4 separate regions of the Mus musculus genome follow, and all the other regions are linked to region 2. Evidence: chromatin contacts called from public HiChIP or PLAC-seq and promoter capture Hi-C data. All regions are on one chromosome and are shown on one strand. Each heading gives the region's core, a stretch centred on a gene start, on an enhancer-like site or on the middle of the called end of the contact. The rest is flanking DNA. Distances are from core to core; before and after follow the strand shown.

Region 1 (2,862 bases), core at 99-2,598, 360 kb before region 2:
GGGTTTGGGGAAGGAGGCACTAGTTAACCCCTTCAATCTCTCTCTCTCTCTCTCTCTCTCTCTCTCTCTCTCTCTCTCTCACACACACACACACACACACACACACACACACACACACAAAAGACACACTGAGCCCTCCAGTCTGCTATGGGGGGCGGGGTGGGGGAACTCAATTGTTAAGGCACCAGATTAGGAAAAGAAATAATTTGAAGGAAAAAAAAACTACAAAAATTCACAACTGGTACAATACCCCCATGTGTGTGTAGGGGGGGGCAGTATAGTCATCATGCCATTCGTATTTGCCACGAGGGTCTCATTAGTCTGTTAAAAGCCTGCACCTTAAAGAATGCTTCCCTCTTTTTTTCTGGGTGTAGAGAACGGATCTGTGATCTAAATATTATCTTTTCTCCCGAACGAGCATGGGCGCTGGAGATGAGGACTATCGCAGGAGGGGGGAGGATTCCGCCTGCGCCAAGAGAACACATCCGCTGCCGCGCCAGCCCCAGCCCACTGGGTAACGGTGTACGTCTGAAGTCACTGTCGCCCGCGACATCCCCTCCCCCTCACCAGTCGGAGTAGAGGGTTTCTCTAAGTACCGAAATGCAACCTTTAAACACAGAAGAGTACGGGGGTGTAAGAACGGGGGTTGAAAAATCAGGGAGAAAGCAAAGATGGCAATAAGTGCAAAGAGAGAAGGAAAACACATCAGGGGAGTGAGATAGGAAAAGAGAAGATAGGGAAAAGAAGGGTTAGGAGAGAGATGGAGGGAAGACTTTGAGAAACCCAGGGCGGTAGCACTTACCAGTGTTGTACACGTGTAGTTCGTCCACTATCCCCTCGTTGCCGCCGCCAAACACCACTATAAGCTCCTTGATAGCCACTGCACGGTGGCCGTGGCGGGGTCGGGGCACGGGACCCGACCAGCCCACCACCCGTTTCCAGCGGGGCTGCAGAAGCACCGCTGGCAAGTTTGCGGGAGACACAGCCGAAGCCATAGTTCCGGTTAAGGATGCAGTGGGAAGAGGTCACTGAATGGGAGGATACCCTTAATTCTTCACACACCCCCTTTCGTCTAAGGCAGCTCTCACGAAGAAGCGGCTCCTTACACAGCGGTGGACGACTCCATGGAGGCCGCCATCTTAACTATCCTCCTTCCTTTGGCTCTTCCCCCCCTTCTCACTCAGCTCGTATCCTTAAAAGCTTCTCAGAACTGCAGAGCACCTATTCCCGAGAAGCTGGAGGCCACTGAGCGCCGTCGCTCTAACTATTTGCCTGGGTGTTCCCGCTTAGAACCTCGAGCAGGAGGCTCTGGGAGCCGCCATCTTGAGCCGCCTCTCTCTCCTCCCTTCCTCAGTCGTAGCCCTCCCCCGCCGGAAATGGCGGAGCCCCGGCCCGGTTCCCACACCCCCCGTCCCCAGCACTGGCTGGCTTCCGGGGCGGGTGGAAAAGAGCCACAAATGCCGCGGTTGTCTCAACTTCGCCGACAGTCAGACCACAATTGTGGAAGCCGCCATCTTGAAACCGTCCTGCTTCCCCACCCAGCACTTAGTACAACCACCGATCGCAGAACCCCAACGTTCCTAAGTAATAAAGGCGTGTCAGAGGCTGGCGGAACGGGCTCCAACTCTCAGTTGCTGCTCGAAGCCCCGACCCGTATGGCTCGAGAGGTTTTGCACCTCTCCCTTGAGTCCGCCTCTGCTATTCAGGCTGTGGCGGCCGCCCTGGGAGCCGCCATCTTGAGACTAGCTTCTCTTCCCCCCCCCACCCCACCTATCCTCTTCTTCCTGGACAGTTCTTCCACAGCAAACCAAACGCAAGGCAGCGTCCAATCCTCGCTTCCCTCCTTAAGACTCCTTCCCACAGGAGCCGCTCGAAAGAGCAGGAGTTAAGACCCGAAGTGACAATTGTACGGCAGAAGAAGCGGTAACGGCAGGGCGATCATGCCTCCTCCCTGGGAGCCGCCATCTTGTGTGAAGAAGTAACAACTAAACATGGCGGCTATCGGGCGAGGGGGCGGGGTCAGAAGACGTCACCTTTCCCCCTCCTCCCCGCCTTCGCACGTCTTTGACTCTGGTCTCAAGCCTCTTAAAGGACCCAAAGCTCATAAAGAATTAAAAGCTTCTTTAAAAACCAGTGCGTTGTCTATTTGCGGGCGAGTTGGTGCTCTGTGCAGTAAGCTAGAGACAGTAGAGTTCAGGTCAGGTGCAGTAGTGCCCCGCCCTGCACTCCCCCCCACCAGGGCTCTTCCACGCCTCCACTCTGGGAGTCGCCATCTTGCCACTTCCCCACGCCCGGTCGTCTGCGGGCGTCAATAGCGAGTTTCAGCACAAAACAAAGATGGCCGCGGCATCTAGGGATGCCCGGATGAAAATCTAACTCCGTTCAGTCGCTTGGCCACGCCCCCTGGGAACTGTCTCCCAGGTCGCTGATGGGACACAAACCAGAGAAATGGCCTTTAACTAGCAGTGGCGGCATGACACATGGTAGTTAAGGGTGGCAAAGAATACTGCGATTGCACCCTTTGCTGAGAAGCATCTCTTTTCCCGCTCCGAACACTCTGCGACACTTAGAACCCAGCTACAGCGGGTAGCTGCAGGCGGGGCCAGAGCGGAAGGTGACGCCATGAGCTCACAGGGGCGGAGCTGCTGCCCGCTCCCAGGAGCGCCAGCAACACCCCGAGGCGTCTCCACATCCGCCCGCGCCTCCCGAAGGACTCGGCCACGCGCTCTGAATTGCAGCGCACCAGGCTACCCGCAGCCAGCGGCCCTGGGAGGCTACCGGCACCGGAGCAAAGCCAGCGCGGGAGCAGTCTGCGCCACTCGCGTCACCCGCCCCGCCTTCTTCCCAGGGCTTCTCGCCCCA
Region 2 (2,700 bases), core at 115-2,614:
ATGAAAGAATAAATAAAATGTGGCTTACCCATGCAACAGGATATTATTTGGCCCCAAAAGGAAGTCTTGATCCATGGTACAACTCTGACAAAACCTGAAAATATTAAAAGAATGAGTCGACATAAAAATATATTTATATTGTATAGTTCCATTTATTTGAGATATCCTTAAGAGGCAACCCCACAGTCAGTAAGGACAGAGCGTTTCCCAGAGCTTGGGTATATATATATATGAGGGGAATTGAGACTGATAGCTAACTCCTACAGAGTTTCTTTTAGAAGTGATGAAAATGTTCAAGAATTAGATGGCAGAAATGGTTGCACATCTTTAGGATTATATTAAAACGCCACTGAATTGTCTGTATACATTAAATACAGGACTTATATGAAAACTGAATTATATCTCAATAAAGCGGTTTACAACGGAAAAAAAAAGAGGCTAGAAAGATGGCTCAATGGTTAAGAGCACCTGCTACTGTACTGCAGCTCTATGGTGTCTAATGCTCTCAGATGGTCTTCTTGGGTGCGTGCGCATGCACACACAAAGAATAACTGTAGCAGTGGAAAATACTTGTATTCCAGAACATGGGAAGGTGAAGCTGGAGGATCACTGTAAGTTCAAGGCCAGCCTGGGGTACAGTAGGAGGCACTATCTCAACACAACATGGAAAAAATGCAGCTGTGATGGCATAGACCCATAATGATCCCAGTATTGGGAGGATGAAGCAGAAGGGTAGTCAGTTCGAGACCACTCTGTACTAAAGGGAAAATAAATTCAAGAAAAAAAAGAGAAAGCAATGGAATTAAATCCCAGATTCAGCAGATTCAGAGTCATGGTGACTTGCTGAGGAAAGAACTAGGTGAAAATGGCTATAAGTTGCAGTACTCCAAGCTTCGTGGCGGGTATTAGCCCACCAGTTTATGGATCATTGGAGAAAGAGCCCTGAGTTAGGGGGCAATCTTTGTTTGTGCGGTTTTGTTGGACCGGCCAAAGCAATATCTTGCAACAGTAGCAGGTGGCCACGGGCTCCTGGAGGCGCGCACTCCAGGCCCAAGGGGGTGTGGCGCGGCCGCGCACAGATTCCAGGGTTGCTGAAGGCAGCAGGCGGGGAGCTGGGGGTGTGGAGAGGCCCGCGCCTAGGACTCAGCCATTGAGCAAAGGGGGCTGTTCTCAGGAAGGGATCCCCAGAGACCCATGAGAGGCTTGCTTCTTGCACTAGAGTCCTGGGCCCCAGGGCCTAGCGGCCTCCCCCAACCGCCATGCGCTCTGCTTCTTAGGGCCCCGGCCCGCCCTCTCTGGGAGCCCCCTCCCGGTGTGGTGGTACGGTCCGGGTTTAAAAGGCCCAGGCGGCCGCAGGCCAGCCCAGTGTGTGGGCGGCGGCGGTTGCAGATTTTGCAGCGTGCGAGGCGAGGCTGCGGGGCCAAGCGAGGGGGGCGGCTGTTGGGCACGGGGCGGGGGGGCACGTCCACGTGGCCACGGGTGGCCACCCCGAGTCAGTCGCGGTGGAGGGACAGGTAGGTGGTCGCCATCCTTAAAGCCTGTGCGCCAATAGTCTGCTGGATGGCAGAGGTTTCAGACAGCCTGGGGGTCCAGATGGTTTCTGGGGTCAGGCCCTGTCCCTCCCTACCTCTCCAGACCAGGCTTGCCAAGCACTCCGTACCCTGAGCGGGAAGAGACAGCCAACTCGATCATAGTCCTATTGGTTGATAGAACCCTTTTGTAGAGGAGGAGCAGCATCTCTGAGCATTGCTGTAGCCTCTGTATTGACTAAGGTATCTGCGGGTCTGCTCAGGGTGCCCCCATTGGGGGCAGGACTGGTTGGGTTCATGGCATAGAGGGGAGCATTGTGGAAGAGCGGGCTGTGGACCTGCATATTTATATGGAGCTTTCCTCATCATCGCGCTCTTTGCTGGCAGGACTGTAGCAGAGGGGCTGGGTGCGACTGTGATGCTTGAGGTTGCCACTTAGAGGTGGGGGCTGGGGTGGGGTCTTGGGCTGCCAATTACCACTTTCCAGGTCTCCTTTCCAACCTGTCCCGGCCAGTTCCTAAAATTTGGCTTTTCTGTAGAGTGTAGAAGAGGTGAAGGTAGGGTGCAGTCGCTTTTCTCTTTTGCTTTCCTTTCTTCTCTGGTTGTTGCATGAGGGGTCTGGGATGCAGACCCGACAAAAGAGCCCCAGAGCGCTGATCACTCTGAGCTGAAACTTGGCACTTTCAAGCTGGAATTGCTCCATGTTCTAGCAAATGCTGGCTTTTCTTTCTCTTTGCTGTGGCCCCCACCCCCCACCCCATTCTGAGTCCCTCCTGTGTCTCTTGGGAATTGGGCACTGAGAGGGTAGCACTGAGCTCTGCCCCATTAGTTACAGAGACACTGCTCTGCTGTCTTTGCAGCCTGGGGCTGGCTGGGTGTGGCCCGGGGGGTGAATGCCAGCATTGGCCCTATTTGTTTAGGGGAAGGGGTAGTACTCCATAGCCTTAAGGCTTCAACTGTATTTGAGGATGCTGGTTTCTACATATAATACTTCTGGGACTCTCAAAAGTGGGTTATACCCTTCTGCCAATATCCCTCTCTGACTAACCTTTGGCTCTTCAGGGAGAGCCACACAGGCCTGGCAGAGCATTTGTCTGCCTGTGTCTGAGCAAAGCTTGACTGATGTCTGTCTCAGCGAGAGTCTTGGCTTTGTGTTGCAGTGGAAAGGCCA
Region 3 (2,800 bases), core at 2-2,501, 500 kb before region 2:
TGAGGCCCTGAAATCGACAGTCGTGACTTAGTCTAGAGAGTGGATGGGAAAATGGGTACTCAAACCCAGCTCCATTGACGACGTTTTAAATCTGGCCTGCCAGGCCCGGGATTCGGCCTCTGTCCCGCAGGCACTTCACTGCTTCTTTGGGTCAGGCTCCAACCCTGGGACCATGTGCCGGGAATCCAGACCGTTGCTATGCAACCTCCATCCCGCGCGGGCCACTGAGCGCCTCACTGTCCCGGGACAGAATCTTAACTTCCCACCTGGGCTGATCTGGACACATGGTTAGTGGTCGTTACGCACTCGGAGTGCCAGGTGATGTGCCTTGAACACCTACATATCTTCTTCACCCAGTTCCTTCCATCCCTGGATGGTTCCCACAGGGCGCCAGCACCCAGCAACCCATAATCTGAGGGCGAGATCAGCTCCCTACCTTTTTCTCTCGAGCCCTCTCGCCCTCCCACACCTGCCTTTCTTGACTCTACCTGGCCCTCCCCCTCGGGGTTTACAGTTTTCCTAGGTCCGGCTGCGACCCTCTCCCCAGCAGCCCAGGCGCCCTACCTGAAGCATCACTTTGTACTGCTCCTCCGGTTTCTGGACCACACACATATTACATCCCATGATGCTGGCCGGCGAGGGAAAGAGGAGAGCGGGAAGAGGAAGGTATCTTTCACTGGCCAGTGCGTGGGACCACGGGTCCCGGGCCTGGGCCCGGGGCCATACCTTACCCCGGGGGGCCGAGCCGCCTAGCGGGGGAGGGGGGCACGCCCCCAAGAGGAAGGCAGCTCCAAGCCTCTCGACTTAACTCTTTGCTGGCCGAGGCCAGACACAGGCATGCTCCTTCGCACCCAGCCAGGGGAAAAAAAGGGCGGCGGGGGATGGGCGGGCGCGCCGGGCGTTGCCTGGCTACGGCCCCCCCACCCCAGGAGGCGCGGGAGCGCGCCTGCCCGCCGGGGCCGTCAGGGGCTGTCAGGGGCCGTGGGCCACACGGCTCCCCGCCCGCGGGGCCGGCCGCTGCCGCTGCCTTTGCCGCTGTCGTCTCCAGCTCCCGCCCATGGCCATCAGCCCCGGGAGTCCAGCCTCTGGGCTTGGCGACGTGGCCCGGCCCGCCGACGGAGAGGCGGCCAGGCCCACGCCAGCTGTAGCCTCGCAGGGTCCCGCTTCTCTAGCTCACGGCGCTCTCTCAGAGCCTGGCCCACAGCCGGTCGCTTGTCTCCAGCTCCTGCCTGGAACACCGGAACGCGCGCGCGCGCGCCCGCAGCAACAGCGGGGGAGGTGTGCGGAGAAGGGGCGCACGCGCGTGGGAGAAGCAGAGGCTGGGTGCGGGCGGGAGCGGCAGGGGGCCTCAGGAGTCGGCGCAGGGAGCTGAGGGCGGGGCCTGAGTCCCTGAGACCAGATAATGCCAATGTCCGAGGGCGAGGTGTCTAGTGGACCTGTCTGCTAGGTGTGTCCCTGAGAAAAGAGGATCCTGTCTGAAGAAGAAGCTTCCCTGGACTCCTGAAGAGAGTTCAGGGCCTTGGTCTCAAGGAGAGGCTATTTCACCCCTTTCCCAGGTTCTAAATGTATCAGCCCCAATGTCTGTACTCCTTCCTCTGTCTCTCTTTAAAGACTGGTTCCCTGCTTTAACTGAGCCATTCCCTTGCTATCTCTGAAACGGATACCTTTGTTTAGAAGAAAAACGTGGGGGTGCTGTAGGTGGCAAGAGAACTACAGAGAAGCCTCATTCTTTGGGGCCTTTATGGGCACCCCCCTTGCTTGCACTGAAACCGCTGTCTGTTTCTCAGTTCCAGCCTTCCCTCCTCACACTTCTCCTTTAGCCTCTTCCCTCCCACAGGCTGCCCCTCTTCTTGATAAACCAGAGGAAAAGATGGCCTTTGGCTAGATAACAATGACCGATTGAAAGCTAGGTTCCCAGAGGCTGCCTGAGAGAGCTGCTTAGCCCTCTTACCTGCAGAAGATCCTTTGATAAAATTGTCTGGTCTTTATCTCCAGGCTCTGGCGAGTGAGGGGATTTATAACAGCATAGAAATGTTTAATTAACAGTATTGGGGGAGGCTGCTTCAATACTTTTCCTTTCCACCCCCACTTTGGTTCAAAAGACAGAAATAGGAATAACCTGAAATCCAGAAAGGAAGTATGAGTGCTTATAAACTGTCTTTCCCAGAAAGCAAAACTTGAGCCTTTCAGGAGATGACCAGTAGATCTTCCTGAGGAATACCCTTTTTGAGAGCTCAGTACAAATGTCTGTGGATGGGAGGCACTGTGTTTAGATCAGCCCCGGGGAGAGGAGATGGACCCTAGTCCTTCCACCATGGTTACTGCCACAACAGCCCCCTCTGCCCTGTAATTTGAGCTTCCTCATGCCTACAGCATAAGATCTAGATCACCTTACTTCAAGAGCAGTCTCTTAGAAATATCCTCTCCAAATCTTTTTACCTTCTAATTGTATGTATTTCACCAAGGTCCTGACCAGTCATCAAAAACATTTTCCCCCAGCCTAGCCCACAGAACTTAGCACAAGTCTTTCTTCCTTCCTTCCTTCCTTCCTTCCTTCCTTCCTTCCTTCCTTCCTTTCTTCCTTCCTTTCTTTCTTTCTTTCTTTCTTTCTTTCTTTCTTTCTTTCTTTCTTTTTTCAAGACAGGGTTTCTCTATGTAGCTATAACTGTCCTGAAACTTGCTCTGTAGATCAGTTTGGCCTCCAACTCAGAGATCCTCCTGCTCTGCCTCCCAAGTGCTGGAATTAAAGGTATGAGCTATTACTACCTACCTAGCAGGATTGGCCATTTCTTCCTCTACA
Region 4 (2,700 bases), core at 47-2,546, 410 kb before region 2:
TCTAACAAGTGTACCATACATGGTAGTTAGAGAACAAACGTGGAGGAGGAGTGTATGGGAAAACTCTGTACCCTCTGCTCAATTTTTCTGTCAGCTTCGAGCTTCCCTACAAATCTGTTAATTAAAACAACATTCATAGCAAGCTGGCCATAGTTAAATCTCAGCATTAAGAAGGCTCAGCATGAAGACTACTATAAGTTTGAGGTTAGCCTGAGTGAGCACCAATCTGGACAACAGAGAATGCCTCTCAAACTAATTCACCGCTTCCCATTCCCTTCTCCAAAGCTTTTGTCCTTCTTAACATTAGTGTCTTTTCTTTCTCCTTGGTGACTCACATTTTAGCCAAGACGTAGCCCACAATCTTCCCATTCTCATCCTCAGCAATGTAAGAAAGCTGGTGACAGAAAGGAAAAGGACGTCATGTAGTGCAGGCAACAGGACAGAGCTCACTGCCAGCCTCCACTCTGTGGAGCCTAGTTTCTATACACACCCTTTCATTTGCCAGGCTTCTCCATCAACCAGAGCCTCAGGTTCTTATACCCTTGCCCACTGCGTTTGCTCACTCGGATCCATGTTTCCCTCCTGTTGCACCCTACACCCCTACAAAACGCAAAAGCTGCCCACCTGGGGCCAAGAGAGGCCATGATAGAAATAGTACTTCATCTGGTAGTTCTCCGGCAGGCAGAGAAGGTTGCAGTGCTGCATGTTCATCAGGTCTTCGGGCTGCATGAGAGTGGGATACGGTTAGTCCAGGGCTGCAATGACTAAGAGGGCCACACACGTCGATCTCTGGGTCTCCCCTTTCCCCGGGGCAGGGCACAGTTGCTACTATACGACTTTGCACAAGCCCTGTTTCCATGCGGCATGCAAAACGTGCCAGTTCCAGGACTGAGTAATAGTGTCCAAAGGTTGTGGAGCCCACTCAATGAGATCTGAATTAGGAAACGCGGGATAAACGCGAGATGTTTAAAGCAGGCTGCAGCAGCCTTAAGGTCCGGCGTCGGCAGACCTACAGGACCAAAGCACCAGGTCCCTCGATAACATGCTCACACGGTCACCCCGTAAGGCGCCCACTCGGTGCGGACAGGCTGGCTCCCCGTCACCTCACCCTAGCATTGCGGATGTTCATCGCGGCGGCGGCGGAGCTCGCGGGTCCTTGTGGGTCGTGAACGCGTGCACTCGGCGGCCACTTAGAAGCAGGGAAAGGACGATAGGAGCTTGGACTGGGGCCAGGATCCTGGGACGGCGGCGGAAAAGGCGGACCGCTCCGACCTGCCTGCAGCGGAAGTACCCAGCTATAGGACCCGCCTCCGAACTGCACAACCAATGAGCGTGGCACTTAGAGATAATTGGGCGTGATGGATCAGCGCCCAAGGTGGTGCGTTTGAAGCCACAGCGAAGACCTTTCAAGGCGGGAAGTGTGGGCAATAGTTGTACCCTCCCTCGGAGCCCACAGAGGCGCGCACACAAGCATGTGGAACAGGGTCATCTTTATTTCGAGCCTTCATGGGTAGAGACAGCGGGCGAGGAGTCGAGGGGGGCGGGCTCAAGGCGTTGGAGTAGGGCTCCTAGAATCTGCTCGCACATGGCCAGGCACCGCGGCACATGGAAGCAGCCTGTGGGGAGAATGAACCCCGGGGTAGGGAGGATCCGGCGAGCCGGGTGCCACAAACCCCTACAGTCTCGCCCCGTTCCTCGCTCACCTTTAAAAGGACCTCCCTTGATGGTGAGGGCCACCTTTCCCTCTTGGTTCAGGTAGCCAAACCATTCCCCATACTCAGGATCACGAAACTAGAATAAAGAGACAATGACAGTTCGTGTCTGGTAGGACCCACTCGAATGTCACCGGTTGAGGAAGGGGCCCTCGCTGTCCCTTTTGCACCGGTACCAATGGTTAGAGTAAAAAGCGCAGTTTCACAAATCAGTACTTTTAGTGGACCGTATCCTGGAAAAAGATGAAAGCTGTGGGTAGTAGGCAGTTTGCCTTAGCATGTAACCTGATGGGGGGAGGGGTTGCAGGCTGTGTGCTGCTACACTGAGAGAACAGGTGTTCTATATTCAGTTGTGGTTTGTTAGATAACACTTAAAATTGAAAATTTTAAAAATGGATACATTTTACCTTATCTGAATTTTTTTTTTTTTTTTTTTTTTTTTTGAGAATCCTAAACCGGGCGGTGGTGGCGCACGCCTTTAATCCCAGCACTCCGGAGGCAGAGGCAGGCGGATTTCTGAGTTCGAGACCAGCCTGGTCTACAGGACAGTCAAGGGCTATACAGAGAAACCCTGTCTCGAAAAACCAAAAAAATTAAAAATAAATAAAAATAATAAAAAGAATCCTAGATTGACGTTTCAGCAAACTTTACAACTAGTGACTTCCCTGGAGTTCATGTCATCTACTTCACAGGCCTTTAGTCTAAAAGATCTTTGGATTACAAGCAGAGACACATAGCTCCTGTCCTTGCGTACCAAGGTTTTTATTATGACTCACAGTCTTTCCTTTAGCCCTATGTAATGGGGCATGCCCTTAGTCCCAGTCCTCAGGAGGCAAAGTCTTGACACATTTCTATAAGGTTCATGCCAACCTGGTCTTCTGCCTGTCTTGACCATAGGTTCTGAACACATCTCTCACTTCTTTTGAACCTGTCCAGTGTGTCTGATGCTTCAGATATGGGGAGCAGCAGCTCAGGTGGCTGGACAGAC

Evidence for each region. Promoter capture Hi-C pulls out the DNA fragments that hold promoters and counts their contacts. HiChIP or PLAC-seq counts read pairs in DNA pulled down with a chosen protein or histone mark.
Region 1: a contact with region 2 is called in an H3K27ac HiChIP or PLAC-seq map of embryonic stem cells, with 2.7 times the contacts expected there. The contact joins the promoter of Hcfc1 here to the promoter of Plxna3 in region 2. A contact is called at or near these places in 16 of 39 promoter capture datasets (the 3T3-L1 cell line, the C10 cell line, HPC-7-derived erythroid cells and 10 more), 2 of 484 Hi-C or Micro-C datasets (cerebral cortex and uterus), 8 of 115 datasets of contacts at active chromatin or transcription factors (bone marrow-derived dendritic cells, cardiomyocytes, double positive thymocytes and 5 more) and 3 of 9 other capture datasets (adipose tissue, liver and pancreatic islet).
Region 3: a promoter capture Hi-C map of hippocampal neurons shows a contact between it and region 2, with 4 times the contacts expected there. The contact joins the promoter of Pdzd4 here to the promoter of Plxna3 in region 2. A contact is called at or near these places in 2 of 39 promoter capture datasets (hippocampal neurons and liver) and 1 of 9 other capture datasets (liver).
Region 4: a promoter capture Hi-C map of hippocampal neurons shows a contact between it and region 2, with 2.6 times the contacts expected there. The contact joins the promoter of Naa10 here to the promoter of Plxna3 in region 2. A contact is called at or near these places in 10 of 39 promoter capture datasets (the 3T3-L1 cell line, the C10 cell line, frontonasal cranial neural crest and 5 more) and 2 of 9 other capture datasets (liver and pancreatic islet).

What each region holds. Positions count from the first base shown.
Region 1 is chrX:73,965,009-73,967,870 of GRCm38.p6, forward strand. Hcfc1 (host cell factor C1) reads right to left here and starts at 1,349. Exons shown (of 26, transcript NM_008224.4): 1 at 803-1,349. The coding sequence starts at 995.
Region 2 is chrX:74,327,702-74,330,401 of GRCm38.p6, forward strand. Plxna3 (plexin A3) reads left to right here and starts at 1,365. Exons shown (of 33, transcript NM_008883.2): 1 at 1,365-1,514. Gm39520 (a long non-coding RNA gene) reads right to left here and starts at 589. Exons shown (of 4, transcript XR_878127.3): 1 at 469-589; 2 at 29-94.
Region 3 is chrX:73,823,718-73,826,517 of GRCm38.p6, forward strand. Pdzd4 (PDZ domain containing 4) reads right to left here and starts at 1,252. Exons shown (of 8, transcript NM_001029868.2): 1 at 565-1,252. The coding sequence starts at 624.
Region 4 is chrX:73,920,648-73,923,347 of GRCm38.p6, forward strand. It overlaps Naa10 (N(alpha)-acetyltransferase 10, NatA catalytic subunit), which reads right to left and starts at 1,297. Exons shown (of 8, transcript NM_019870.3): 1 at 1,109-1,297; 2 at 625-723; 3 at 336-394. The coding sequence starts at 1,129. Renbp (renin binding protein) reads right to left here. Exons shown (of 11, transcript NM_023132.3): 10 at 1,704-1,791; 11 at 1,474-1,616. The coding sequence ends at 1,492.